Regions from separate parts of the Mus musculus genome. Here all the other regions are linked to region 3. The links are chromatin contacts, called in public promoter capture Hi-C maps. All regions are on one chromosome and are shown on one strand. The core of a region is the stretch at or near the end of the contact, and the rest is flanking DNA. Distances in the headings are between cores, read along the strand shown.

What was found. Promoter capture Hi-C pulls out the DNA fragments that hold promoters and counts their contacts.
Region 1: a contact with region 3 is called in a promoter capture Hi-C map of liver. The contact joins the enhancer-like site here to the promoter of Pxk in region 3. A contact is called at or near these places in 9 of 39 promoter capture datasets (the C10 cell line, the HPC-7 cell line, cranial neural crest and 6 more), 3 of 115 datasets of contacts at active chromatin or transcription factors (bone marrow-derived macrophages, extraembryonic endoderm stem cells and trophoblast stem cells) and 2 of 9 other capture datasets (adipose tissue and liver).
Region 2: a promoter capture Hi-C map of the HPC-7 cell line shows a contact between it and region 3. The contact joins the enhancer-like site here to the promoter of Pxk in region 3. A contact is called at or near these places in 15 of 39 promoter capture datasets (the 3T3-L1 cell line, the C10 cell line, the HPC-7 cell line and 11 more), 12 of 484 Hi-C or Micro-C datasets (B cells, the C2C12 cell line, the HPC-7 cell line and 6 more), 5 of 115 datasets of contacts at active chromatin or transcription factors (bone marrow-derived macrophages, embryonic stem cells, extraembryonic endoderm stem cells and 2 more) and 4 of 9 other capture datasets (adipose tissue, embryonic stem cells, liver and 1 more).
Region 4: a promoter capture Hi-C map of the HPC-7 cell line shows a contact between it and region 3. The contact joins the enhancer-like site here to the promoter of Pxk in region 3. A contact is called at or near these places in 9 of 39 promoter capture datasets (the C10 cell line, the HPC-7 cell line, cranial neural crest and 6 more), 1 of 484 Hi-C or Micro-C datasets (LSK cells), 3 of 115 datasets of contacts at active chromatin or transcription factors (bone marrow-derived macrophages, memory CD8 T cells and microglia) and 2 of 9 other capture datasets (liver and pancreatic islet).

Annotation. Positions count from the first base shown.
Region 1 is chr14:7,849,696-7,852,966 of GRCm38.p6, reverse strand. The region is part of intron 1 of Flnb (filamin, beta); the gene reads right to left. Among named protein-coding and RNA genes, the nearest start is that of Flnb, 33 kb to the right of the region's middle. Within about 2 kb of position 1,331, at least 124 of the 459 cell types and tissues checked have an H3K27ac peak or open chromatin away from gene starts, as enhancers often do. A contact at or near this core is called in the HPC-7 cell line, adipose tissue, bone marrow-derived macrophages and 5 more, where this site is marked.
Region 2 is chr14:8,230,434-8,233,672 of GRCm38.p6, reverse strand. The region is part of intron 13 of Acox2 (acyl-Coenzyme A oxidase 2, branched chain); the gene reads left to right. Among named protein-coding and RNA genes, the nearest start is that of Kctd6, 18 kb to the right of the region's middle. Within about 2 kb of position 1,357, at least 26 of the 459 cell types and tissues checked have an H3K27ac peak or open chromatin away from gene starts, as enhancers often do. A contact at or near this core is called in the C2C12 cell line and the HPC-7 cell line, where this site is marked.
Region 3 is chr14:8,096,744-8,099,777 of GRCm38.p6, reverse strand. Pxk (PX domain containing serine/threonine kinase) reads right to left here and starts at 1,567. Exons shown (of 18, transcript NM_145458.4): 1 at 1,362-1,567. The coding sequence starts at 1,463.
Region 4 is chr14:7,927,913-7,931,118 of GRCm38.p6, reverse strand. It overlaps Flnb (filamin, beta), which reads right to left. Exons shown (of 46, transcript NM_134080.1): 35 at 1,960-2,118; 36 at 1,157-1,360; 37 at 204-356; 38 at 1-95. Among named protein-coding and RNA genes, the nearest start is that of Gm45521, 28 kb to the left of the region's middle. Within about 2 kb of position 1,913, at least 30 of the 459 cell types and tissues checked have an H3K27ac peak or open chromatin away from gene starts, as enhancers often do. A contact at or near this core is called in the HPC-7 cell line and LSK cells, where this site is marked.

The DNA of each region.
Region 1 (3,271 bases), core at 82-2,581, 250 kb after region 3:
CTGTGGGACATTTAACAGTTTGTGTGTGCGCTGCATGTAAGTGTGGAGGGCACAGGATATTGGATGTGTCTCCTTCATTTGTTCTCCATCTCACAATCTTATTTTTTGAGACAGAGTCTATTATTGAACCTGGGGTTCCCCGATTTAACTAAACCACTGGCTCAGAAAGTCACCTGTCTGCCCACTCCTGACCCTTCCATACCAGTTTTGGAATTACAGATGCACCCAGCTTTTTAAATGTGATAGGGTTTGAGATTGGACCTTCATGGCTTTTTCATCAAGTACTTTACCGACTGAGCCATCACTGAGCTGGAGAACACTATAAAAATTGTCTCAAAGGAGGCTAATTCTCTTCACTCTGGGGAATTCTACTTTAAACCACTCTTCAGGTCCTCCAAACATCCCCCAGAATCTGGGAAACGAGCATTTTATAAACAGTTAGGCCCAGGGTAAGAGAGATAGGAAACAGAGACGAAAGGGGAGCCCAGGCAACAAAGAATAGCATCTTTCTCCAATCTACAATGGTTCTGTAGCTGGGATTAAGAAAGTATAACCCTGCCTCTGGGAATCTAGAAGTTTTATAGATAAAAGAGAGAGAGAAAAAAAGGCTCTCTGAACCATTTTCCTAATTAAGGTTGCTAAAGAAAGACACCCCCTTTGCACCCCCTCAACTAGTGTTTATAGGTTCTGTTGATAACCAACTCGGGAAGCAACTTACTGTTCGGTGCAAGCTGTCATTTTTCTTTTCTTTTTCTTTCTTTTTGTTTTTATTTATTTATTTATTTTTTTTTTTTTGAGATGGGGTGTCAGTGTGTCTCTCTGTCAGGTCACTATGCTTTCGCCTCCACCCCCTGAGGGCTGTGATTAAAGGTATGCTCCACAATGCTCCCCTGCAAACTGTCATTCTTAAGCAGCAAGCAATGATTGGAATCCAAGCCCCAAGCAGCTTCCTCCTTCCTGGATTTGCTTTGGAACTTCTGATGTCAGAATCAACAGACTGCACAGTGCCTAAAGGAGGAAGTGGGAGGGTCTCCTGGATCCAGGCCATTGTTGAAGTCAGTACAAAGAGGAATCCCTCAGACGAGGACTGGCTTATCAAATCATGTGAAAGGGGGGAAAATTGAAAACTCCACCTGTACCCGTCCAGGCAAGGCACTCTACAGGGGTTATTTGTGCTTCCACTTTGGCTATCGGTCTTTTGAAACAAAGGTCCCCAAGGAATTGGAATTTCCCCAGGAATCTCATGCTGGCAAGAGGAAAAGGCTGAAGCCTGGTGTCGGCCAAGAGGAGGGGCTTATCTGACACCTGGGAGCAGAGACTGGAGCTGAGACAATGCTAAGTCAAGGCTAGGAGCTGGGGCGGGAGGAGAGACTGCCACACCCTGACCAGGACTGCTTATGTCTGGGCCTCTACTGAAATGTAACCCAGTCAGAAGCCTGAAGATGGAGTGAGGTGAGGTGCAGGATCCCTGGTCCTGTTTTTGTTCCTCTTCCCAGTGTGACCCCATTGAATAACTCTCCTCTGGTGGGGTCTGAATGAGACTGTTCTCTAAGGCTCAGAACCCGAACACTTTGTTCCCCAGTGCCAGGGAAGTGGTAGATCACTGGGAGGTGGTATCTTACTAGAGGAAAATGCCTGGGCAAGCCTTGAGCTGTAAACAAATTGTTAATGAGAATTACTGAAAGAAGCCCTATCTTCAAAGACTGACTGGCTGGATGACCAAACTTCAGTGAGGGAGAGAGGCTGAAAGTCACACATTCAGACCTAATCATCTTATCTTGGGCTAGTCTGAGCCCCCTAAATAGCCATTTCCTTGCCCACTTCTGTGTCTAACATCCTGTGACTAATAGATAAAAAACCTTTTGGAATCTATTACCTCAGCAGACCATTTGCTTCCTAACGCAAAAGCTAACAATGTCACCATACAGCATATGACGCCTATCAGGACAGAGTTCCTCATCTCACTGTGATCTGCTACCTGATGTATTTATCAACCTATTTCAAAATTATCCTGATTTATGACTTTCTTTGTTCTGTAACTACAAAACTCTTCGAAGGAAGTGCTTTCACGTGTATGGAGGGTGGGGGAGGAACTTACATGCTGTCCTCTGACTTCCACATATCTCTGTGGCACACAGACATTCACACCCAAGCTCAAATAAGTACTTAAAAATTTTTAAGCAACAACAACAACAAAACCCCAACTGGCTAGGATGTGTATCATTTTACTAGAAGGAATTTTGGGGTAGCCTGTGATAAAATTTTGGGGTTCTTTGTGGTCTTGAACAAAGAACTGAATAAGACAAGACACATTACTTAGGAAATCCAGTTCTCTTTGTAGGAAGAGAGTCTTATGCCATCCCACAGGGATGCTTGAAGACCATTTTATTAGAGTGTGAGAATAAAACCATAGGGTAGGTGAACTATCAATCCTACCAGTTGGAAGAAGGGAGATAACAAGAGACAAGGTCATGTTTTCTGAGCTAGAGTCAAACAAAGAAGGTCTGCAATAAAGGGGAAGAAGGGAAGGCTCAGAGAAGCCAGTAGGAAGGCCCGAGTGTCCGTCAATACACACATGCTTAGGATTTCAGCCAGTGTTCCTATCTGCAAGCAACTTCTGCAAGGGACAAGTCCCCGTGGTGAAGAAACGCATTATCTCATTGAGGGATAATTATTTCTTCATCTCCTTAGCAAGTCTTTACGGTAGGTCAGGAGCATGTCACCTAGCTAGGTGACTGACAAGCCCAGTTGGATTTACTCTTTAAGAGAGAGGACAACAGAATGCAATACTCTATTCTTTGTGGTAGATTATTAGATTGTCATGTCTTTGTCCATGGTCTGAAGAACTCAGTTCCTATTCTCTTGACCAAGAGAAAATTTCCCTTAATGAGTCACAAGGAAATAAGATGTGAGGTCCAACTATAATCATGAGTGGAGGGGTCAATCTTCAGTGTCTCCAAGCCAGTCTAATGCCTCCCTAGATGCCTAACAGTAGAGCCTAGCATACATAAGAACTTCAGAACCAGGACACAGATGCACAGGCACACACAGCTCACTGTGAAAGTGTGCTCATATCAACTGCATAGAAATGCCTAGAATTCCATACATGAACACTTCAAGAAATCCAGAGAAACGTATACGCTTGAAACTAGAGACCATGACGTGTAATGGTTAATTTTAACTGTCAAGCAAAAGCTCACAGACTAGGGTCTGGGCTGAGCATTCACATTCACTGCTCGGCCTCGCTCCAGCCATCATACCTTCCTTGCCA
Region 2 (3,239 bases), core at 108-2,607, 130 kb before region 3:
GGCTGGGGCTAAGTTCTGAGAGTAGATCACTTACTTACTTAATGTGCATATGGCTGATGCAGTGGGAGTGGACAATATCTGGACATGCTCTGAAAACAGAGCAGGGTTTGCTGACACTTAGATAGGGCACAGGATAGAGAGAGGAAGTCAGGCCACTTATCACAAAGGGGAAGGCTACAGGAGGGCCAGGTTTAGACAGATAGACAGATCTCAGTGGTATGTGACTCATGCTTAAAAGCTGTGAGAGAGATGATGTCAACAAGGAGTGAGCGAATGAGAAGTGTCAGGACCCACCAAAGACATCAGGGGACTAACAACAGTTATTCCAGTGAGGGGCTGGAGGTTAAAGCTGACACTAGATCAGCCCTTGTCAGAATGAGCAGGACTGGCAGAAGCAAACAAAATACTCCTGAATTCAGGTCAAAGAGGAGCCATGACTGGGGGGTGATAAGGGAAGGAGGGAGCAAAAGCATGTTTGTTTTCAAATTTCATTTATTTCATTTATATTATCTTTTTTTTTTTAAATTTCAGAATCCCTTTTCTACTTTCTGGATGTTACTGGCATTTTTTTAAAAAATCTTATTTCATATCTGCAGTGTCTTGACCTTCTTAGCTCTTTGAAGATTTTGAAGATTTAAAAAAAATGTTTCTTTTCTGTTTTTAAGTTTTCTTTTCCCTGCAGCTTCATTTGTATCCTTCAAGGTGTCTTGTTCTTGATTTTTCGAGCTCTCCATCTTTCAGATTTAGGGCTTTCCTAAGTGTCTGATTTTAGGTGAGAGTTGGGTGTTAATTAGCCACACCCGGCTTAAATTTCAGTTTTTAATTTTACAAGTATGCCTCCATATATGCAAGTGCACCACATGGGTGCACTGTCTGAGGAGTTACAGTTGGGAGCCACATCTGAGTGCCATCAGCTAAACCAAGAGCTGCAAGTGCTGTTAACCACTGAGCCCTGTCTGCAGCCACCCCAGAGCTTGTCTTAAGGGAGATCACAGCAAGTGTCTACAGAGATGGAGTGGCCCTGAGGAGTTTGTGACACTACACAGGAAGGGAAAGTATTGTCTGGAGTATTGTTCTCCAGTAGGCAAGGGCTCAAAGCATCTAGCAGACCAAGGAATGGGTAGACTCGAAGGAGGAGAGCAGAGATGACTGGTACTAACAGGGGCTCGGTGTTATGCTCAGAGGTGGGAACCTGTGGAAAGCCCTTACGACTTCCACTTGATCAGATGCAAAGTCACTCTGGTAAGGAAGGAAGAGGTGGATGCTGCAGACTTGAAGACGGAAGAGACTGTGAAACAACCACAAGGCAAATGAATCAGTGAGCCAGAGCAGTGGAGCATGACTATGGCATGGCTGCGGCATAACTGTGGCATGGCTGTGGCATGACTGTGGCATGGCTGTGGCATGGCTGTGGCATGGCTGTGGCATGACTGTGGCATGGCTGTGGCATGACTGTGGCATGACTGTGGCATGGCTGTGGCCCAGCTTATCTAAGCTCTGAGGACAACAGTGTAGCTGGTCTTTCCAGACACAAATGATCACACAGGTGGTGGCAGAAAACCAGTGAAAACAAGGAATGGACTGGCCTAAACCAGCATGATAAGGAAGAAAAACTGCTGAATATATTTTTAGGGGGAAAAATACAACGGCCCATGGACTTCCCACTGATTACAGAGAGAAATGAGACCACGAGGGTTATAAGGGATATTAAACAAGAAGTACAGTTCATTAGCTCTTGCCACAACAGGAGGCTCATTAGTTATTGTCAAAACAGGATTAAAAGCCAGCAGATGGCTTGATGGACAAAGGTATTTGAAGCCCATACTGACATGAGTTCAATCCCTTGGCTGATGATGTGAGTTTGATGCCTAAGATCCACGTGTGTGGAAGGACTGCTGACTCTCCACATGTAGTGTACAGTTCAAAGCCAGCCAAAGCTACATAATGAGTTCTAGACCAGCCAGAACTGCAGTGAGACCCTGTCTTAAAAGACAAAAACAATGTGAAAGTTCAGACCAACCAGACCTTAAGCAAGACCTTATCTCAAAACAAAATAAAAAAATAAAACCCACAAATATAATTCGGTATATTATCTTAGCCACTTCGAATGTTTTGATGTCATACAGTCATCGTAATGTCAATACTGAATTTTAATTAATCTTGTCAAAAATCACAACTATATTAGGAGACAGGAAGGCTAAGGGGAGAGAGCATCTGGTTGAGGAGATAGTTGTGAAGCCAAGTGTGTGGAGGGGACCTGCAATCCCAGCCAAGTGTGTGGAGGGGACCTGCAATCCCAGCCGTTAGGCGCTGGGGCTCGGGGTGGGGGGGTGGGGGGGTAGGGCGTGGAGAGGAGTATGGCCAGCCTGGGCTGCACAGAGTTCTAGGACAGCCTGGACTGCATGATAAGATTCTATCCCCTTACTCCCCAAAAGGAAACCTTTGCTTTTATAATAATCAACAGATAACAGCTAAAACTGAAGCATCAAGAAGTTGTTAGCAATTTATATAGATAGGTAGGTAGGTAGGTAGGTAGGTAGGTAGGTAGGTAGATAGATAGATAGATAGATAGATAGATAGATAGATAGATAGATAGACAGACAGACAAATGGATACATACATACATACATACATACATACATAATACATACATACATACATACATACATACATACATGGAGATATCTGTGTAAGTATCAGCTAAAAGACTAGCAACATCTCTGGGGAGAAGAAAACTGGAATAGAGTTGCTGGGTGTACCAGCTGCTTTCTGCTGCAATAAAGCACTGACCAAATCCAGTTTGGGGAGGGAAGGGTTTATTTGGCTCTCAGTTACAGTCCATCATTGAGGGAAGCTGAGGCAGGAGTGCAAGGCGGAATCTGGAGGCAGAGACTGAAAAGAGACCATAGAGGAGTGCTTCTTACTGGCTTGCTCCCATGGACTGCTCAATTGCCCATTCTGTACCTGACCAGAGATGGTACCTTCCACAGTGGGCTGGACTCTTCTTCATGTCTACCTGCCAATCTGAGGGAGGCATGTCCTCAACTGGGGTTCCCTCTTCCCAAGTGACTCAAATTTGTGTCAAGTTGATAAAAACTAATCAGCACACAGGGAGGTAGGATATCTTCATTTATTTTTTTCCCAGTGTTAGGGATGGGACCCTAGACTTTATGCTCACTGGGCAAGTCCTGGTTTTTAGATAACAAGCCTTAAAGAACTCTTTGATTCTTTATCAGATA
Region 3 (3,034 bases), core at 318-2,817:
TACACTTGTTTTAATGACGAGTTCTGGAGTGACTATGGAACCCATTACATCTCTCACCTCCACACTGACCTGTTAGCAGAAGCCAGGTTGTTCCGACTTTCACAACCATCTCTACACAAACAGGAAACGGGGCACAGTGAGGTTGCAATCCATTCACTGATCTGTTCAATCGACACATATGAGATGCTATCAGACAGAGACCCTCCTGTCAAAGCTTGGAAGAGAGGAAATTACAGAACCATCCTGGTGTCCATACTGCCTAGGGTAATAGCTACGCAGGAAGGAAGGCTTTCTAGAGGAAGTGGTCTCTGAGCATCCATCTCTTTAGTATTAAATAGACCTAAAACACCCTATGAGGTTATAAGACTTACTTGCCAGTAATCCAGTCAAAAAACATAATTTGAAAGAATTATTATTACCTTCCATAAACATGGCCTTAAATACTCACTTTGCAACAAATTACAAGCGCAACAAACTCATAGATTTTTGGTGCCTTTCATAAGTTTCTACAATAGGACTTAGGATGTTACCTACCATTGGGAGAAAAAGTGCATTTTTTAAAAAAAGACAGTCATTTCTCTAAGTGAGAATAAATGCTTTCAACAATCCTGACCTACAAAGCAAGGCTGTCGGAGAGGTAACAGGGCTCTAAAAAGTCCTGCTTTAATACATCAGAATGAAAGATCTCTTTGACTAGCGAAGAATTTGAACATACACACACAGAAACAGAGATAAACACACAGGGAACGTCAGAAACAAGAGACAGAGACAGCGAGATGGAAAAAGAGACGGCGAGACAAAGAGACAGAGACACAGAAGGCTTTTGTGGGGCTTTAGCCTCCAGATGATGAACCCCCAAACACTGCTTGATAAACAAGACTCTGGGCTGGAATCTGATTTGCTGGCCTGACAAAACATTACAATCTCAGGAATCCCAATCCCACCCCCACCCCATTCATCATTTCCTCGATCAAGTCCTAGAGGCTACAAGCTCCCCGGTTTTTACTGGTTCCTAGGGTTTACTGCTTGTAAATTACAAGACATAGAGCACCTTTCCAAAAGGAAAAAGGGGGGGAAGTACCGGCAAATGAAAGCAAGCGTGGCTTTAAAGCCCCATAAAAGACTGCATGTGGCAGAAATGAACTCGCCTGTGCGTACTACGAGCACCGAGGGCTCCCCTAAGCCACTCCAGGGGGTCTGGGATGCGCGGGCACGCCGCCCCGGCCGCGGCCCGGCAGGAGGGAGGCAGCGGGCTCACACACCTGCCCGGCTCCGGTGCCCGCGCCCTGCCGCGCCGCGCCGCCGTCCGGCCTTCGCCCGGCCCCCGCCCTCGGCCCCGGCCTCCCGCCCCAGCCGCGCACCGTGTGCGACTGCAGACTCTGGCTCGCCTCGACGGCCGCTGTCAGCGGCACCGTGTCGTCCAGCAGCACCTTGCCAGCCGGCGGCTTCTCCATGAAGGCCATCCCGGGCCGCCGCCGCCGCTGCCTCTGAAGCCGGGGCAGGAACCGGAGGCGCCGAGCCCCGCCACCCGCCGCGTCCCGCCGCCGCTGCTGTCAACGCGCACCGCCCCGCGCCCCGCGCGCCGCCGCCGCCCGCGGGTCCTAGCGCCGGTCGTCTCTGCCTGCCGGCTGTCAACACCAGTCTGCCCGACCTCGCTGGGTCCTAGCGCCGTTCTTCACGGCAGGGTAGGTGACTGCTATCGTCGTCCCATGGTTGCAGTCAGAGGCATTATGTCCCTTGCTCTCTTGGCGCCTCCTCGCCCCCGCAGCGTATACTCAGTACTGTGAGCTCCTGGCCTCGGGCGAGGAGCACAAAACTAAACCATTACCACCACATCTCGCACTGCTTCTCTGGACTCTAACAGAACTGAGCTTTTCAGATGAACCGTTCAGAAACTCAGGCTGGTAGATTTGAGACCCTACTGCTCCTAATCACACTTTCCTGCCCAAGGACCTTAGGACTCAGGATATAACAAAAAACAACTTCAGGGTGGCTTCTCAGTCTGAGTTTATAGACCAAACTTTGTAAACCAAATCTGGATTCATGTTTTAAACCTGGATCTTCAGGAGAACCTAGGTGCCACACTCTCATAACTGGATCCCACGGGGTTTAGTTCCTAATCTTTAAACAATAAGCTTTAAGACAGAGGTGGAAAAATAAAATAAAATAACTGATGCAAAGATTTCCCTGCTTGTATGCTTGGTCCTAGCTCACAGTTGAGCTTTAAAGTCTTTGAAACCAAAGAACACTCAGATCTCTTAGACGGTGAGAATATTTGGTCGGTCCTAGAACAGGCTCCAAGAACCTCAAACTCAGAACTATCAAACTTGATGATCAACTTGTCAGTACCAAATCTACCCTGCTCACCTTAACCCAAGACCACAGCCTTCCAGGATAATAATGAAATTAAACTTAGATCAGATGACTAGGACCCTGTTGAGGGTCTGTGTGATCTTGAATAAGTCTCTCTCTCTCTTTCTCACACACACACACACACCACACACACCCTGAGACCTCACTCTTCCATTGGCAAAACTAAGTAAATGCCATGTAGAATGTGTAATAGGAATGCAATTGGACAGGAAGGAACTTTGCACATATTTAAAATCTCAAACAATATGCATTCCATCCTGACAATTCACAGAACAGAGATTTATTTCTGCTTGTTTCCACTGAATTTCTATTATTTTATTCATAGAAACCAAGCTTCTTTGTGCATCCATCACCACTGCGATGACATCATAGCAAAGGTCTAGATTGCTCTTGACGGTTATTCTCTTCAGAGTTCAGGCTTAGAGATTGCTGGGCAACCCCAAGGAGCCAAGTGACACCAGAGTGCCTTCAGGGGCCAATGCTCAGAGGAGACCTGGGGATCTTCTTAATTTAGCCCTAAATCAATGAGACCTCTTCTTGCATCTCATTTTTATTCCTATGTGCTTTAGAGCAGTAATCCACTAAAGCCAAACCATGTGTCACTTTAGGACGGTTCCACTCCTTTCCTCCATTGCTTTGTTTAAGGACAGGGAGTATTTAA
Region 4 (3,206 bases), core at 664-3,163, 170 kb after region 3:
ACTGCCAACCGTGGCCACAGCCGGAGCCCGGCTGGTCCGGGTGATGCTCTCTCTGACTCTTCCCTCGCCACTGATCTTCACAGTGAATGGGCTTCCTGGGAGACCGAGAGGGACCCCGTGAGCAGCCTCGGTCTACCTCGACGCACGGATGGCATTTACCCAAAACCCAAGCATCACAGAGGGAGGGCAGAGGGGTCTCATACCAGGCACATGCTCGTCAGCAAATTTGGTGGAGACGATATAGACCCCGGGCACAGTGGGGAAGTAGGACACCTTGCAGGTGCCGTCCTCCAGGTCCTCTGTTTGGATGTCCACCTTGCTGGGTCCTTCTACTGCCAAGGATATGCCACCATAGCCTGCAACACAATATCCAGCTTGGCTCCGGAGCTTGTGGCAAAGGAGGAAGCAAAAGGCTCTGAGAAGTTCTACAACAGGATAACCTGCCAACTATGGCTTTGACCAGACGATTCCTTCCTTGAAGGTATCTATCAATGTCCCATTTGAACATGCGGCCCATGAAACTGTATGCCCCTCAATAAATGCCTGGACTGTCTTAAGGGGTTATCTGAATTTTCAAACAGCAGACTAAAAGTTCAACAGTATGAAATCCCACTGGTGAGCATTGAGTGGGGCAGAAATCTTTCCAATCTCTGCCCTGGGATTATAACTTTGTCTAGAGCTCACGTGGCTGCCACTGCCAGTCAAGAAAACAGAAGACGAAGGCACTGGGATGTAGTATGGCTTGAGAGAGCCCAACCTAACTCAAAGCATCTCAAAGAGCGATATGGGGTGTGTGTGTGTGTGTGTGCTATGCCTTATTTTACCCAAAGCACCAACTGTTCCACCATGGTCTGCTCGGGGGACCCTGGGAGCTGAGGACACAGAGGCTCTCAACAGTGATATGAGCACACATAACAGAGATCTGTGAGAGCTTGTGGGTCTGGAGTGGGTTTCAGAAATAGATGGGATGGTGATTCCCATGTGTCTCAGTTTTTTCTCTATAAAGCAAAGTCCTGCTCCTCTTGTGATTCAGGTAGCAGCAAGCACTCACATCTCAGAGGCTGAAGGATGCTTGGAGGTAAAAGAGTTGGCAGTATGAAAAAATGAACCCATTGCCACAAGCTCTGAGTATTTCCCATGGAACTACCCTACAGACCTGCATCTCTTGTGTCCACGATGAAGTCTGACATCTCAAAAGTCCGGCCTTCTGACAGGCCTTGGCCATAGACTTTGGCTCGGCGTGCATCACCAATTTCAGACTGGACCACCATAATGGACACAGGGCTGTTGGCCACGTGGTTACCGTTTTTCTTGATGCTGACTAGATGCTCACCCACTTCTCGGGGGATGAAGGAAATGCCTGGACCAGAACACAGGTAGAGGCTTAGTAATGGGAGGTGGAGAAAGAATGAAGGACAAGTGGGGGGAGGAGACTGGTTGACAGAGAATGTGTTCATGATCAACTTGACACGGTCTAAAATAATCTAGGAGAAAGACCCTATGCATGTCTGTGATGGGTGGCCTTTCTAGATTAGGTTAACTGAGGTGGGGAGAGCCAGCCTCAATGTTGGGCTCTCTCCGGGGCTGGGGTTCCAGACTGAATAAAGATTAAGTCAAGCAGAGCAACAGCATTCATCTGTTTTGCTCTCTGTCACATAAAAATTTCCATCATGATGGGTTGTATCACTGAACTATGAGTCAAAATACACCTCTCCGTTCTTAAGCTGCATTTGCAGGGTAGTTTGTCACAGCAGTGGGAAAAGTGACTAATACAGCTTATTCTCAAAATTGGAAACAGGACTGTCTTATGTTGCAACAATCCAACGTCCACAGATGTTAACACTGATAGGGAAGCGTGCGTGTGATACAGGTTTACTGTAGCAACCTCCAACGGATCACCCACTTCCTAAGGAGTCTCTGCTCCCCCTCCCACACCCCACCATGCTGGCCAAAGCTCACCAATGTGGTTGTTGGGTAGCCTCTTTAGCAGACAGGGCTCGTCACGTCCAGATGGGGCCTTGATACTGGCTGTCAGTGTGCTAAGGTCTGTCTCACTGATGTCCAGAAGGAAGTCAGCAGCTGAGCCCAGCTTCACTTGGGAGCAGCGTCTGTTATCATCTGAGAAAAAGCAACAGAGCTCCTATTACATGTGCTCGCTGGGCTGTCTAGAGAACATGGTCTACATGGCACTTGGAGATGTGACGTCAAGAATCTTTTACCCACAGGTGTATGAAGATCATGTGCCTCTGACAATGAGTATATAATGACCACGGCAGGACAATGGGTGGTTATGACTGGTTCAGGGGGAGACAAGGAGCTGGAAGGAATCTGAGCTACAAATCCCTGTGAACACTTTTAGAGGAATCTTTGACATGCAGAAGAACTAAACTAAATATCTTTCTGTACACAACTCAATTCAATGGGCTATGTATATAGAATGAAATAATATTTAAAAAGTTAAATCAGGATATTTAAATCAGGATATCTGCAAGAAAACAAATGAATGGAAATTATCATATTAACTGAAGTCAAGCTGACTCAGGAAGACCAACACCACATGCTTTCTATCAGATGCCGTGTGTGTGTGTGTGTGTGTGTGTGTGTGTGTGTGTGTGTGTGTGTCTGTTGGAGAGAAACAGAAAGAGGAGGGAAGAAACTAGAAAGGGACCCTGAGAGGGAAGAAAGCTATCTTTTTTTTTGTTTGTTTGGGACAGGGTTTCTCTGTGTATCCCTGGCTGTCCTGGAACTCAGAAATCCACCTGCCTCTGCCTCCCAAGTGCTGGGATTAAAGGCACGCGCCACCACGCCCAGCTTTTTTTTTTTTTTTTTTTTTTTTTTGCGCGGGGGTGGGGGTTGGGGGTGGTGGGGGTGGTGGGGGGTGGGGGTGGGGGAGAAGCTATCTTAAGGGAGGGGTACAGTGAGGAGGAGGAGGAGGAGGAGTTAGAACCAAGTATAATGCATCTATATGAAAATTCCATAATAGAAGCCATTACTTTGAATTATGAAATAAAAAAAAAATTAAAGAAATTTTTGGCAACAGAAGGCATTTCCACCTGCTGCTGTGTCTTTGGGCAATTCCCAAAGAAGCTTGGCTCCTACTCCCCACTGTTACTGCCTCCTTCAGTCAGGTCTAAGAATCCTTGACAAGAGCCTTGATTTGTGCATCTTCCAGAGAACCCACCATGTGTTCTTAACTCAGCAGGCAG